Linked DNA regions of Zea mays: region 2 is linked to region 1. A link is a contact called in public Hi-C data. All regions are on one chromosome and are shown on one strand. The core of a region is the stretch at or near the end of the contact, and the rest is flanking DNA. Distances in the headings are between cores, read along the strand shown.

Region 1 (6,926 bases), core at 3,246-5,745:
CGCGCACAAGAGGACATTTGGCTCGACCTTGACATGGCAACCAATGAATTGATGTGTCATCTACGCGACGCGGCCGGTTCCAAAGAATCCTCCGCAATTGCTTAGCATAATGTAAGCTTTCTTGTTCTCAGAACGAATGCCCGGCCCGGCCGGTCGATGCAAACAACATGGCAATATATATATAGCTAGCTAGGAGTATGTGTGTGTGTATTGTAGTTTATTTTGTACTAGTATATAGTAACATGGATGTTACATGCATGTATTACTTTTCGTTCAGCTGAACTCGCTAGCCAGTGTGGTGTGTTTGGCACGTACGTACCTGGCTCCGTGAGAGGCCCGTCTGGCGAGCCAGGATATGCTTGTCGACGTCGCTTGGATACCTGTGATGAGACGATATGAGAGATGCGAGCACAATATTAAAATTTGGGGAGGGGCTCCTTGCTTGTTTATTAATTTTTCTAAAAAAATAAACAAGCAAAATACTAACAACACAAATCAACATCTAGCTCAACCAAACACAAATCAACATCTAGCAAGCTAGAGGAAAACCATGAGGATCGTCGGAAGGCAGGTATAGCTAGCTGGTGGCACAGTCACTGATTTAGTAAGGACACACGAAATATTACGTCTATATGCTCAAGTAGTAGCTAGCATCCGGCTAGCTAATGGCCATTTGAGCAAGCATTTAATTAGTTTGATGCACAGTACCGGCCAAGAAGACAAAACCGTGGTCCGGAAAGAACAATGGTAGCTAGCTGTGGAAACCTAAGCGGACTGGAAGATACCATACATACATACCATCACAGGAAGCAACTAATGGTCACGCGCGCGTACGTGCAGCGTGCCAACTAATTACGCTAGCACGTACTACTGACAAGGTTAGTGACGTGTGGTTACTAGCTTGCTTGCTTGGTAGCTCGGTTGCTTCTTGCTCTATCGTAGTATTATTGTATAGCTACTTGCATGCACTAGCTGTGTTCATATGAAACATAAAAACGAACCTGGTTGAAGAAAACTAGCCTTAATCAGTTAGCTTCTTGTAATCCCTAGCTAACAGGTAAACAAGCTGGTACGTCGACCATCAAGTTAAGCTAGCTAGCACGTATGCATGCATCAGAATATATACTAGCTAGGATTATCGGGGTAGAAATTAAAATCATCACACCACACACTAGCGCGCAGCTAGCTGGAAGAAGCAGTGCAGCATGCTTACGGGTGCAGGAAGTGCTCGAAGAGCCACGCCCGGAGGATGGTGACGGCGCGCTCGGGGAGTCCGCGCTGCGGGCGCCACGGGTGGCTCTCCATCATGCCGGCGGCCTGGGTGAGCGCCTTGTGCTGGCGGATGCACTGGTCGAGCACCCTGAGCCTGGGCGTGTCCCCGCGCGTCATCCCGGGCACCGCCACGTCCTTCTCCCCGAGCGCCCTGCGCGCCGCCTGCAGCTGCGCCACCACGCCGTCCCGGAGGCTCCGGAAGTGCCGCGAGATGGTGCGCGACGCCAGCGCCGTGTACGCCGCCGCCGCGCGCTCCCCGGCCACCGCCTCGAACCCGCCCGCCAGCGCCCGCATCTGCTCGCAGTACCGCCGGTATCTCCGGTCCACCTGCAAATATAAATTATTAACGAGTGCAAGTGCATGGATGCATGGTTCCATCGAATGGACATTTTTAACAGACGCGTCCGTCCATGCATATGCATGCATGCATGCATTTCCAGTTGTTCCAGTAGCTAGATTCGTACTACCACCACACACAGACACAGGTGCAGGCACAGGCAGTGGCAACTGGCAAGGACACAGACACAAGTGATGCATGGCCGGCCAGCTGCAGGGCCAATGTAACAGTGAAACGGTAACAACTGCCGGTGCAGTAACTCTGCCACTGCCCACACAGCTGCTGCCTCTGCCGCCCTTCCGGTGGTGGTGACCCCATGCAACCCACCTAGAACTAGAAGAACTCTCCAATAACATTTCACGTGCGAGAGAGCTAGCTGAGCCGAGCTCCTGCGGCTGCCTCGCAGCTGAGCACAGTACCAGTAAAAACTGCCTCTGCCTGCGTGAGCGTGACTACTGTGCGATCGATCGAGCCCGAGACATTGAATGGCAAGGGGATGGGCGTGCAAAGAAGAAGGCAGTGGACAGTGGAGTAGTAGCTAGCACCTAGCAGCATGCAGAAGCGAAAGAAAAGGCCAGCAGCAGGTCCTTGCACTCCCAGAGTCATAGCGCTGTGCAGAGACTGTGCGGGCGAGTCTGCCGCAGCACAGCTGCATGTATGACCGGCCGGGGGTGAGGGAGGAGGGGAGGGGACCCCGAGCCCCAGCCCCAGCCCCAGGGTCGATGGATGGATGGAAGATACCCCAAGGTGGGCGAGGGAGAATAGAGGTTTCCAAAAGCGAAGGGCGAGGCCCCAGAATGGCGTCCCTTCCCTGCCCTAGTCGCAGGTGCACCCTTCCGGCAACCATAATTGAACTCCTGCTGCTAGTAGTACTTTCCTGCTAGCTTTTTTTTTTTGTCCCCTTATTCTCCCCCCTCAGATTCGTCTTGGACTAGTAGAGCCTAATTAATCATGGATTAGCTATCTAGCTAGACCCGAGCTGCCCAGCTCGCTCGGCGATCGGTCGGTTGCGAGCTATAGCGCTGCTCACCTCTTCCAGCATGATGTAGAGCTTGTCCTTGAGCCGCTGCAGCTCCAGCGCGTCCATGGCCTGGATCTGCGGCGACGGCGCCCAGGAGGCCGACGACGACGACCCCTCGGCGCCGCCGCCGTCTTCTTGCTGCTGCTGCTGCTGCGAGGCCGGCTTATTTGCGGCCTTGGCGCGCTTGCTGGAGGCGGCAGCGCTGCTGCTGTCCACGGGGAGGCTGCAGAACTCCTGCAGGACCTGCTGCGCCGGGACGAGGAACCTGGAGCTGCGCAGGTGCCACGCGTGCTGCTGCGGCGACGGCGAGTAGTCGTGCTGCTGCTGCACCCACGCCGCCGGCTGCTGCTCCTGATGGTACCGGGACGAGGAGCCACCGCCGGCGAGGTGCTGCTGCTCGTGCAACGTCGTCGCCACGTCCGGCCGGCACAGCGACAGCGACAGCGGCGCCTGGTGCTGCTGCTGCTGCTGCTCGCTCAGGAAGCGCATGGTGGCGTCGTCCGCGGAGCCGCTGACGTCTGGCCCCACCCCCGCGTCGTCGTCGTCGAGGAGCGCACCGGCCTTGCTGTGGCCGTGATGGTGGTGGTGCTGGTGGTGTGCCGCGGCGGGGGGCATGGCGGCCAGGCCACGCATGCCGAGGAACTCCATGTCGTCGGCATGCAGGCCATAGAGCTCCGGCGCCCCGACGTCGTCGTCCATCGCCGTGGCGCCCGCCGCCGCCGCCGCCGAGAAGTAGTCCGCGAAGCCCAGGCTGGGGTCGTGCGCCATCTTGATCGCCCGCGCTTCTTGAGGTTGAAGCGCGCGCGCGCACACACACACACAGCACACGGATCAGCAGAAGCGCGGCGGAGAGGGCGGGGAAGGAAAGAGAGAGAGTGGAAGTGGAAGGAATAGGATCGAACAAGGGGAGAAGGAGAAAGTCACTTTAATTTTGTCGTGCGGAGTGGCTGTCAGGCAGGGCAGCCGCTGGAGCTTCAGTGCTTCGGAGGAGAGGAGCTCGATCGGCCGACCAGATAAATCTTTCCTGACATGGCTACAAGAGGCACGTAGTTAGTGCTCAGCGACCACCGGCCGGCCGGCCAGCAGTGATATGATCCATGCATGGGGATAGCTACTAGCTACTGATACTACCCAGCTATAGCTCATCGTCGACCAGCCCAGACGACACGCATGATCATCGATCAACGAGGAACACAGACACACAGCAAAAGAGAGAGAGAGAGAGAGAGATGTATACACACACATATACCAGAGAAAACATATACAGTCCTGATGAGAAAAGAGAGAGAAAAAGGAGAAAACATAAGCAAGCAAGCAAGCTAATTAAGTCAAATAAGATGCGTTGCAAGTAGCAATCATCGGGGGAGAGCAAGAATAGTAGCACGAGCCGCTAGCAGATAGATAGCTAGGTAGCCATAGGCCCCCCCTCTTTACCTCTGCCAAGCAAGCAAGAATCTCGCTTTGTGTTGGGGGAGGGCAGGGGTGGAAAAGGAGGAAATTGGGATCAAAAGAAAAGGCAGGCACAGCAGTAGCACAGGGGTGATTTGGACGCTCGGGTCTTAAAGAAACCAACCAAACCCAAAGATCTCATCCGCGAGCGGGGAAGGGGAACGGGAAAAGGGTGGGGGCGACGGGCGCCAGCAAAAGCATACATGGCGACATGCCGCGAGCGAGCTGCTGCTGCTGCTGCTGCTGAGCTCGGAGGAGCGAGGGGTGCAGTGCAGTGCAGCGGTGGTTGCCGCGTCAAGCTCTCGCCCCGCGCCCTGCCTCCTCCTCCTCCTCCTACTTGGCTTTGGCTACTTCTCTGCCTCTCCGCGCTGTGCCGCTGCTACTAGCACTAGCACTAGCAGTAGTGGCCCATGCCCAGTCTACTCTGCTGCATCGCGCCTATATATATCCCGTCCAAACATCTGCGTGCTGAACTCAACTCACGAGTGGTGGTAGGCTAGCACCAGTATCCGTATGCATCTGGGAGGGTAATTAATTGCGTCCCCCCAGCTGGCCTGATTAATAATTATAATCTGATCGATACTACCACTCTCCTTTTCGCTTTCGCCAAATTATTATGTCCGTATGTTTCCTTTGTTTCCAAATCACTACCGAAATTTGGCTCTTCGTGAGTGTCAAATAATTTGCTAAGTGTTTTTTTTCGGTGAGCTCTTTACCAAGTGCCAAAGGATAGTTTGGGAAGTCTCTTGGAAATAACGGCAATGTAATTGTCGGTGTTTCGAAACCCGGGGGTCCCTGGACCGACGAGTGAATTGTCGCCGCGTGCCCCAGCCCAGATGGATCGACGCAAGGCGGAACGCGAAGGGGGGAAAGGAAGCGGCCGGAGGGAGGCGGGCGTGAGAGAGTGTGGATCCCGCGGCCTTCGTGTTAGCCCCGCGCCTGAGTCGGGTGCGCTTGCAGTAGGGGGATACAAGCGTCCACGCGGGAGTGGGAGCGAGCGGCCTTGCGCGAGCGCCGTCCCGTCCTTCTCCGCGCGGGCCAACCCTCTGTAAAAGGGCCCTGGTCCTTCCTTTTATAGGCGTAAGGAGAGGATCCAGGTGTACAATGGAGGGTGTAGCAGAGTGCTACGTGTCTAGCGGAGGAGAGCTAGCGCCCTAAGTACATGCCATCGTGGCAGCCGGAGGGGTTTTGGCAACCGGTTCGTGTGGTGTCGTGGCCGTCGGAGGAGTGCTGGAGCCTGGCGAGAGGGCAGCTGTCGGAGCCGTCGAGTCCTTGCTGATGTCCTCTTGCTTCCGTAAGGGGGCCGAGAGCCGCCGTCGTCACAGAGTGTGCGGGACGCCATCATTGCCTATCTGGCGGAGCGAGCCAGATGGGACGCCGGTCTTGTTCCCCGTAGCCTGAGTCAGCTCGGGGTAGGGTAATGATGGCGCCTCCTGTCGACGTGGTCGGTCCGCGCCCTAGGTTGGGCGATGTGGAGGCTCCTCCGAGGTCGAGGTCGAGTCTGTCTTCCGTGGCCGTGGCCGAGTGAGAGCACCTAGAGGGGGGGTGAATAGGTGATCCTGTAAAACTTGAAAACTTAAGCCACAAAACTTGGTTAAGCGTTAGCATAGTATATGCCAAGTGGCTAGAGAGGAATCTCAACAAAACACAATAACCACAAGAAATCAATCACAGAGATGGCACGGTGGTTATCCCGTGGTTCGGCCAAGACCAACGCTTGCCTACTCCACGTTGTGGCGTCCCAACGGACGAGGGTTGCAATCAACCCCTCTCAAGCGGTCCAAAGACCCACTTGAATACCACGGTGTTTTGCTAGCTTTTCTCAATCCCGTTTGCGATGAATCTCCACAACTTGGAGCCTCTCGCCCTTACACTTGAAATTCACAAAGAAGCACGGATCAAGGGAGGGATTAGCAACGCACTCAAGACAAGAAACCACAGGAACACCACGCACACAAGTTGCAACGAGAGCTCACAACACAACTCAATGAGTTCACCACTCAACTAGAGCTCTAATTGCTATCGCAAAGAATCAAAGGCGCGGAATCGATGTCTTGGTGCTTAGGAATGTTGTAGGAATGCTTGGTGTCCTCCTCCATGCGCCTAGGGGTCCCTTTTATAGCCCCAAGGCAGCTAGGAGCCGTTGAGAGCAATCTAGGAAGGCTGATCTTGCCTTCTGTCGACTGGCGCACCGGAAAGTCCGGTGCACACCGAACACTGTCCGGTGCCCGATTTCCTTCCATAAATGGCGCAGTCGACCGTTGGCAGCCTGAGAGCCGTTGGCGCACTGGACATGTCCGGTGCACACCGGACAGACCGGTGCCCCCTTCTAGCCGTTGGCTCGGCCACGTGTCCCGCGCAGATCGCGCAGCCGACCGTTGGCCCTGCCGACCGTTGGCTCACCGGACAGTCCGGTGCACACCGGACAGTCCGGTGAATTATAGCCGTACGTCGACGATGAATTCCCGAGAACGACGAGTTCGCCTGTGAACGGCCCACCGGACAGTCCGGTGCACCATCGGACAGTCCGGTGAATTATAGCCGTACACCGCCGTCGAAGTCCCGAGAGCAGCCACTTTGCTCGAGCCAGCCTGGCGCACCGGACACTGTCCGGTGCACCACCGGACAGTCCGGTGCTCCCAGACTGAGCATACTTTGGCTGCTCGAGCCAAGGCATTTTCAATTGGATTTTTCCTGTTTCCAGCACTTAGACACAATACATTAGTCTCTAAAACAATGTACTAAGTCTGAGAAACATACCTTTATCCTTGATTTGTACTTTGTCCACCATTTTACACTTAGGCACTTGTGTTGGACACTAAACCACCAAAATACTTAGAAATGGCC
Region 2 (6,926 bases), core at 1,236-3,735, 220 kb before region 1:
ACGAGCGAACCCCAGCCAGATCACCGGCTTTGCGTTGCGTCGGAGCTATAGATGGCCAAAAAGCACGAGGCCCGTGAGCCCAGCACGAAGCCCGCTTTTTGGGCCCGGTCCGAACCTGGCACGGTAGAATAAGCGGGCGGGCTTGGACAGGAAACTAGGCACGGCGGGCTAGCCCGACACGGCCCGTTTACCTCTAAGCCCGTTAAGCCCGGTTTTTTTACACTAAAACGTGCTTACCGGCCCGTTTAGCCCGCTTTTCGGCCCGTTTTTTCGTGCTAAACGGGCCGGCCCGGCCCGTTTAGACCCGCTGCGGGCCGGGCTTGGACAGAAAATTAAGCCCGCTGGCACAGCAGGCCCGGCCCGGTTTTTGGCCGGGCTTCACCGGGCCCGGGCCGGGCCGGGCCGGGCGGCCCGTTTGGCCATCTTAGTCGGAGCATGCATGCCAGATCGCGCATCCCAGTGGCGCCCTCAGACGGCATCTGCCTGCCTGCTTAATTCTATTTCTATAGCCTGTGTACGGAGGAAGCTGATTACGTACTAACTGAATTTTGAAGGAAAGAGAAAAAAAAAGAAATAAGAAGAAGCCTTTGTTTCGGACGGCACAGACTGTCAAAGATTTTCTGAGTGCAAATATATATGGCGCGAGATTGTTGATCTTGCTTGCTGTTCCTGGTCAGGTTCCAGCTTCTTTTCTTTATCCTTTTGTAAACGAGTACGGCTCGTCCTTCTTCTGATTATATATGGGAGATGGAGACACACTTTGGACGCTAGTTTACTGTCTAAACCTGCACCTGCTTCTCAACCTCGTCCGGACAGATCCCGTGCGTGGTGTGGCTCTGTTCAACGCAGGCCTGAGGGGTGTCGAGCCGGCCGGCCGCCCAATAGGTCGAAATGTGTGTTTATAATTACATATATATATATATATATATACATAACTATTATATATATATATATATATATATATATATATATATATATATATATATATATATATATATATATATATATATGGGACAAAATGGTCTATATATAAACTTTCGTCCGGGGTCACTGAAATCTCAAGCATGGCCCTGGTTCAACGCGAATTTTTTGTTGAGCCGACCAAACGAATTCAATTTACGGTCGGAGAGCGCCAAGCACAACGTGCTAAACGAGTGCTAGGTCAGCAGTATAAAGAGCCGAGGATTTCTTCTGGAATAATGACGCTTTCAGTCGCTGCCGCAATCTGTTTACTATTCCTTCCCTCCCCGGCACCCCCACCAGGCCACCACCACCGGTACGTGAGGCAGAAAAGGCCGACTCCGTTTCGTTTCTACGGATTAATGTTTAAACTTTGGATTTTAAACTGTACATCACGAGCCATTCACGCGGCAGTTCAAATACACGGACGCTGTAATCTTTGTGCGAGGTGTGGTATAGAGATGGCACAGGGCGATGCCATGACCGCCATCACGTCGGACAGACGATGAGCAGACAAAGAGCTCGGTGACGAGACGGCACAGGGCGACGGACGGCTCGGAGGACTTCACGTGACAAGGTCGTGTGCTATGCGTCTTGTTGTCCGGCGGCCTGAAAAAGTGTGCGGGAACGGCAGTGTCAGTTTGGAGTCTTGGGAGAGGATGGAGCGGACTGATCATCGGTGGAGGGGCCATGGACGTACGCTGCACTTTTTGCAGTAGAGGATGGCGTCGCGGACGGCGGTGTCGGCATTGCCGTGGCACCAGTCGAGGCTGGACGCGGACGCGCGCGCCGGGCTGGCCGGCGCCACGCGGGGCCGCCGCCTCGGCGCCGGGAGACGCCGCAGGGCCCTCACCTTGCGGTACAGCGGCAGGAGGAACCGGAGGTACTGCAGCGGCATCTTCCACCACGACGAGCGCCTCCCGGCGGCGGCGGCCCTCCCGCCGCAGCACGGGCTCGGGGACGGGGAGGCCGGCGCGCTGCGGGCCGAGCAGAACAGCGGGTCGCCGGGGACGAGGCGGCCGTCGCGGATGACCCGGCGGCTCGCGCTGACCAGCGCCGGGGACGGGGGGTCACTGCCCCCGCCCACGCCACCGGGAATAATAAGCCCGAACTCGAAGTCGCTCTCCGGCGGCGGCGCGGCCGTGGCCGTCCACCGCATGGAGAAGAGCGCGGCGGGGTCCATGTCGATGAACGACGACCTGGAGCTGCCGAAGGAATGGCCGAGGTCGGCGTCGGCGACGAGGTGCTCGAGTGACGGCGCCCGCGCGCCGCGCTTCGCCAGCCACCCGCGGGAGAAGCTGTCGCCGAGGCGCTGCTGCGTCGGACCGACCTCCATGAGGGCCTGGGCCTGGGCCTGGCCGGCGTGCGTGCGCGCGCGCGCGCGGACGGGGGACGGGAGACGGCGCGGTGGCAGTGGCAGCGCTGAGGAGGGGCGTGCACGGCATGGGCAAAGCGAAGATATAGGCGCGCGCCGCAATGTCCGTCTCTGTGGGCTTGTGGTTGTGGCATCGGGCGCAATGTCCATGTTGCCCCTTGTCCTCGTGCCGCGCTTCTATTTTCTTTTACCCAGCAATTTTGTTCTATTTCTATTTTCCCTCCCTCCCTCCCGTTTATTACGCTTGTTATCGCTGTCATGGCAACAGATTCATTGAGTCTTTCTTGTCCCGTGAAGGAAAAAAAAAGGTCTCGTCTCGGGTTTCGATGTTCAGGTCGCTGGGCGCGGACGGATTATCGACAGATACAAACAAACATACGTACGTACAAAAGGCACGATGGTTTGTATTCAATACTATTCAGGCTCAGGTGTTATCCGGTCAACTTCACCTCTTTGGAGGATAGCAAGGATGGATTTTGGCCCTAATCTCCACAGATTCATGTTTCATTCTCTATCTTATTCTATATTTTAAACTTCTCTAACCGAACAGTAATAATATCATCTATAGTTCCACGTCTCTTATTTTACACACTCTGTCTAAGAACCGTCTCATTTTTAGACTCAATCACGGGGGCGGAATTTTTTTCGTTATTCGACGGTTATGAACTAAACCGTTATAGCTCCACATACAGTTTTAGAGCATCTCCAAGAGTCTTTCTAAAGTTTACTCTCTAAGTAATCACTTCCTATATCCAACAACTTTTCTATCTTATTTACACACTAAAGAGTTATTCGCGTTTTCTATCTTTGGCTAGCGAGAACCCCAGAATATAAGAGCATATTCTTCTAATCTATATAAATATTTTTTATTTTAAAAATACCCTCCAACATGTTATCTAAATATAGTCAAATTCTATTCCGGGTTTCTCGCTAGCCAAATATAGAAAACATAAATGGCTCGTGCAAACAAGATATATGGCATATTTGTTTTAGCTTATATATTATATAATCTAGATTATATATTCTTGGTTATAATCTGCAAAAAATATAATCTATGTGTAGCTGTTTGAATGACCAAATTATATAAATGAAGATTATTGATTTTTGAGACACAAAGACAATAATACCCCGCGTGCGTGTGATTTAGGGAAAGAAGAAAAAATGACAGAGGTTGTAATTTTATGAACATAACCATGAGTACAGGGTCTTTTGTCAAAAATGATTTCAAATAAGCTACTCTTAAGGAGATTATAAGATTATCACAATATGAGTTTTAGATTGTATAATCTGGACCTATATCTAGGTGTTTGTTACCTACTAGATTATTTACACTATATTATATAATCTGTACATATTATAATCCAAAACAACTACAACCATTGAAAGGCCGTTGGAGATTGAAAGGATATAGAAAATATTTTTTATGCAAATGATTCTCTAAATGATACTTTAGAGAGTGAAATTTAGAAATACTCTAGGAGATACTCTAAGATATCTATATTTTGATAATTATTTAAATAAGTTGTTGAAGAGTTTTTTTTTTGAAAAGAACCCTATTTTTAATAATTAGAAAAAAAATATAAAGAGTCTCTTGGAATTGCTAGGCTTTTCCCAATCATTGTCATTGTAATTTGTAACAAACAGTTATAGCTAATGCTACGGTTCTAAATAGGCTGTGAAAAGGGAAACTCGGAGAAAGAGGAAGAACCACATATGTTTTTTCTTATCATGTCACGTCGTTGTCCAATCTCGGATTGGGGCCATAGCATTCGGGCATCGGCTTGGATCGTTCAGATCATGGAGCCACGGGACGTGTGTGGCAGGCTTGGGGCTTGGGCTATGCATGATTAGCGGTGGCAAAGGTGACAGAGAGAATACGGTTCAAGGATCAAGAGCACTGAACACGCATGGTCCACGACTTTCACAAAAGCTAGAGAAACCCTGGAACAAAGTAGAGGAGACTGTCTGTGTAGCGTGTAGCAACGACGACACCCGGACATAGCAGTTCGCCGTCCCAGGCTCATGTTCCGGTTCCACTCGTGCAGTTGTTCTGTCTCTCGGCTTGCATTTAAAAGATACTGAAAATAACTGCAGGGTTAAGTTAAAGTTAACCTGCTAGGCTAGGCACTAGATGCTTCTTCATGTTTGGCGGCACAAATTAAACTCTTGACAGCACTGTCACTGATCAAGGAACGGGGTTTAGCAGTAATTTTAAATGCATATGGGAAAGGAGGGGGACTGGCAGTGAGAGGTAGGAGTAGGAGAGCTGCTGCCATCCAATAAACAGAATGAGATTAGGGATGTAATAACGACCACTATAATTAATGCTCACAAAAGAAAGACATCAGCAGATGGGAGGAGAAAAGGGAAAATAAAGCAGACGAAAGGTATTCAAAATGTCCAAAACAAAAAGACATAAAAGTATACGAGACGTAGCCCGATCATGTACGTTACCGGCCTCTTGAAGCTGTTGACTTTTCATGGCTGGGAGAGCAGAATTGCCATCGCCATGCAGCTGATTTTATTCCGCCTGGGGCACGGAATTGGCAGCTCTCTCCCAGCTGTGAAAAAGGGAAAGCGAACAATTCCATGGGCCGCGGAGAAAAAGAACCTCAGCTGTGACGCGCCAGTGAAAAAGGAACCGCTCAAAAATTTCCGGGTGTCTATTTTCTCTTTATGCAGATGGTCGGGCATAGTGATCACAAATAGGAAAATAAAGACAGGGGAGAAATAAAAGCTTTATTCTCCATATATTATTAAGAACAAAGAGATTTCCGCATAAATATTTCTATCTAAGCACATTCTGTTGCAAAAAAAAGGCATCTACGAACGCAGCCAAAGTGTACAATGATTCAACACATCTTGTGTTCCAGCTTCCAGCATGATAGAGCCTTTTTTTTTGTATAACTAAAACAGCATGAATGAATGCCCAGAAAATTGAGAGGCTCACAACACAGTATTATATAGTGACGCAAAAGAAAAACAAAGTACGAAGAGAACTTTCCCAGTATCGGGGGCAGTGGGGCACAGGTGGTAAAAAGAAGTGGAGCAAGGAGGCCAGCAAATGTGCCCTACACCGGATTTTACCACAGATCTTGTTCCCAGCACTTGACAGCAGCTGCACATAAGTAAGAGCCGACCATACCTTTGAATATGGCGCATCCCGGTAATCCTTTTGTGGAACACTGGGCGCCCCACCAGGTTATATCTTTACTCAAAGCACTCGGCATCATAATACCGACAAGTGTATATGGCCCCAAGAATGCCCATACATTGAACTGATGCCGGCATCCCTTTTTATCGAAAGGCTAAAATCATCACAGACATATTATCACCACCATTAACAAACTGATTCATACTAAGGCAAAAGGAAAAGGAGTACTTTAGTATAGTGGCTGAGCTGTTCAGTCAGGAACTGGGTTGTTGTGGCAAAATTTGGGTTACAAAGCCTGGAAATCAAATGGCAGTACACTAGGAAATCAAATTAAAGTCGCTTACCTTTCACTCAGTAAAGGCCCCGCACAAACCAGAGGGACAAGTCAAAAGCCAGAACATAAATCAACAGAATACTGGCTCTAGCTGGTAACCAGAAGGTAACTGAAAGGTACTGACCGTCTGATGGATTTCGAGTAAAATATTACATGTTTGAGAATGGTAAGACACAGTTTTCCTGCTCCATTTCCAGCTATTTTCAAAAGACACAGGCTTCAAGTTGACATTACTGATCAGCGTGTTTTGTCAACTAATGGTTGTTAACTGGTACAACTACGCTCCTATGTATCGTGCAAGTGTAGCCATGCCATAAGTGCTAATTTGAAATAAGGACCACCGGTCAAACCCTGGCTGACCTAGTAGCTTGTAAATTGCACTCAATGGCAATTGGACTATTAAAAGTTGCATGTCTAAGTATAATTGTAATCCTACACGATTATTGCAGCCAGATAACATGCATTGTTGTTGTTGTTGTTGTTGTTGTTAACTTGCTACCATACAGAGCCAGAATTTTCTGTTCATGTAATAAACTAACATTCCAATTAGGTTAACTGTGGTATGAAGATCCCTCCAAATAAACATGATACATGAGCTCGCCTCAGCTGCGATACAGAGAGCAAATTTCCATCAATGTTCTGGCAGCATATGCCACGCAATTCCCTTCCCTAACCAGGTTAACCCCTTCCACCCAAAAAAATGCATCATGTGCACCGAGATATCAATGGGTTGTGCACGACAGGCTAGCAATGTTTATTTGAGGTGATCCAATTTGTATTTAGGCTTTGCTACTACATGGATGAAGGATGAGGTATTGGCCTATTGGGGGTGGGGTGACCGGGTGAGGACAGTTGGGCTCCTCTAAGGCCGTCTCCAGCAGTTGTCCTATCGGTGTAATCAACACTATAAATCCCTTATTTTACACGATTTGCTAGGGACAGCCTATAATGCCTTTTTTTATTGCTCTCAACAACAACAGATGCTGGACTGCAGTTCGCCTCGCAGAAAAGAGGCCTAATCCAGCAACGTCCTCTATATCCATCCTCTATATCCGTCATTTACAGTCTCCTCTAAAAGATTTTATCCTCTATATCTCCTTCCT

The links. A called contact is a pair of places that touch in the nucleus more often than the background predicts.
Region 2: a contact with region 1 is called in a Hi-C map of leaf, with 7 times the contacts expected there. The contact joins the promoter of LOC103631208 here to the promoter of LOC100281788 in region 1. A contact is called at or near these places in 2 of 25 Hi-C or Micro-C datasets (ear and leaf).

The regions. Positions count from the first base shown.
Region 1 is chr1:5,153,647-5,160,572 of Zm-B73-REFERENCE-NAM-5.0, reverse strand. It overlaps LOC100281788, which reads right to left and starts at 4,495. Exons shown (of 6, transcript NM_001368098.1): 1 at 4,283-4,495; 2 at 3,555-3,663; 3 at 2,640-3,415; 4 at 1,214-1,599; 5 at 320-380. The coding sequence starts at 3,398.
Region 2 is chr1:5,371,735-5,378,660 of Zm-B73-REFERENCE-NAM-5.0, reverse strand. It overlaps LOC103631208, which reads right to left and starts at 2,485. Exons shown (of 2, transcript XM_008652169.4): 1 at 1,661-2,485; 2 at 1,025-1,569. The coding sequence starts at 2,485. The coding sequence ends at 1,546.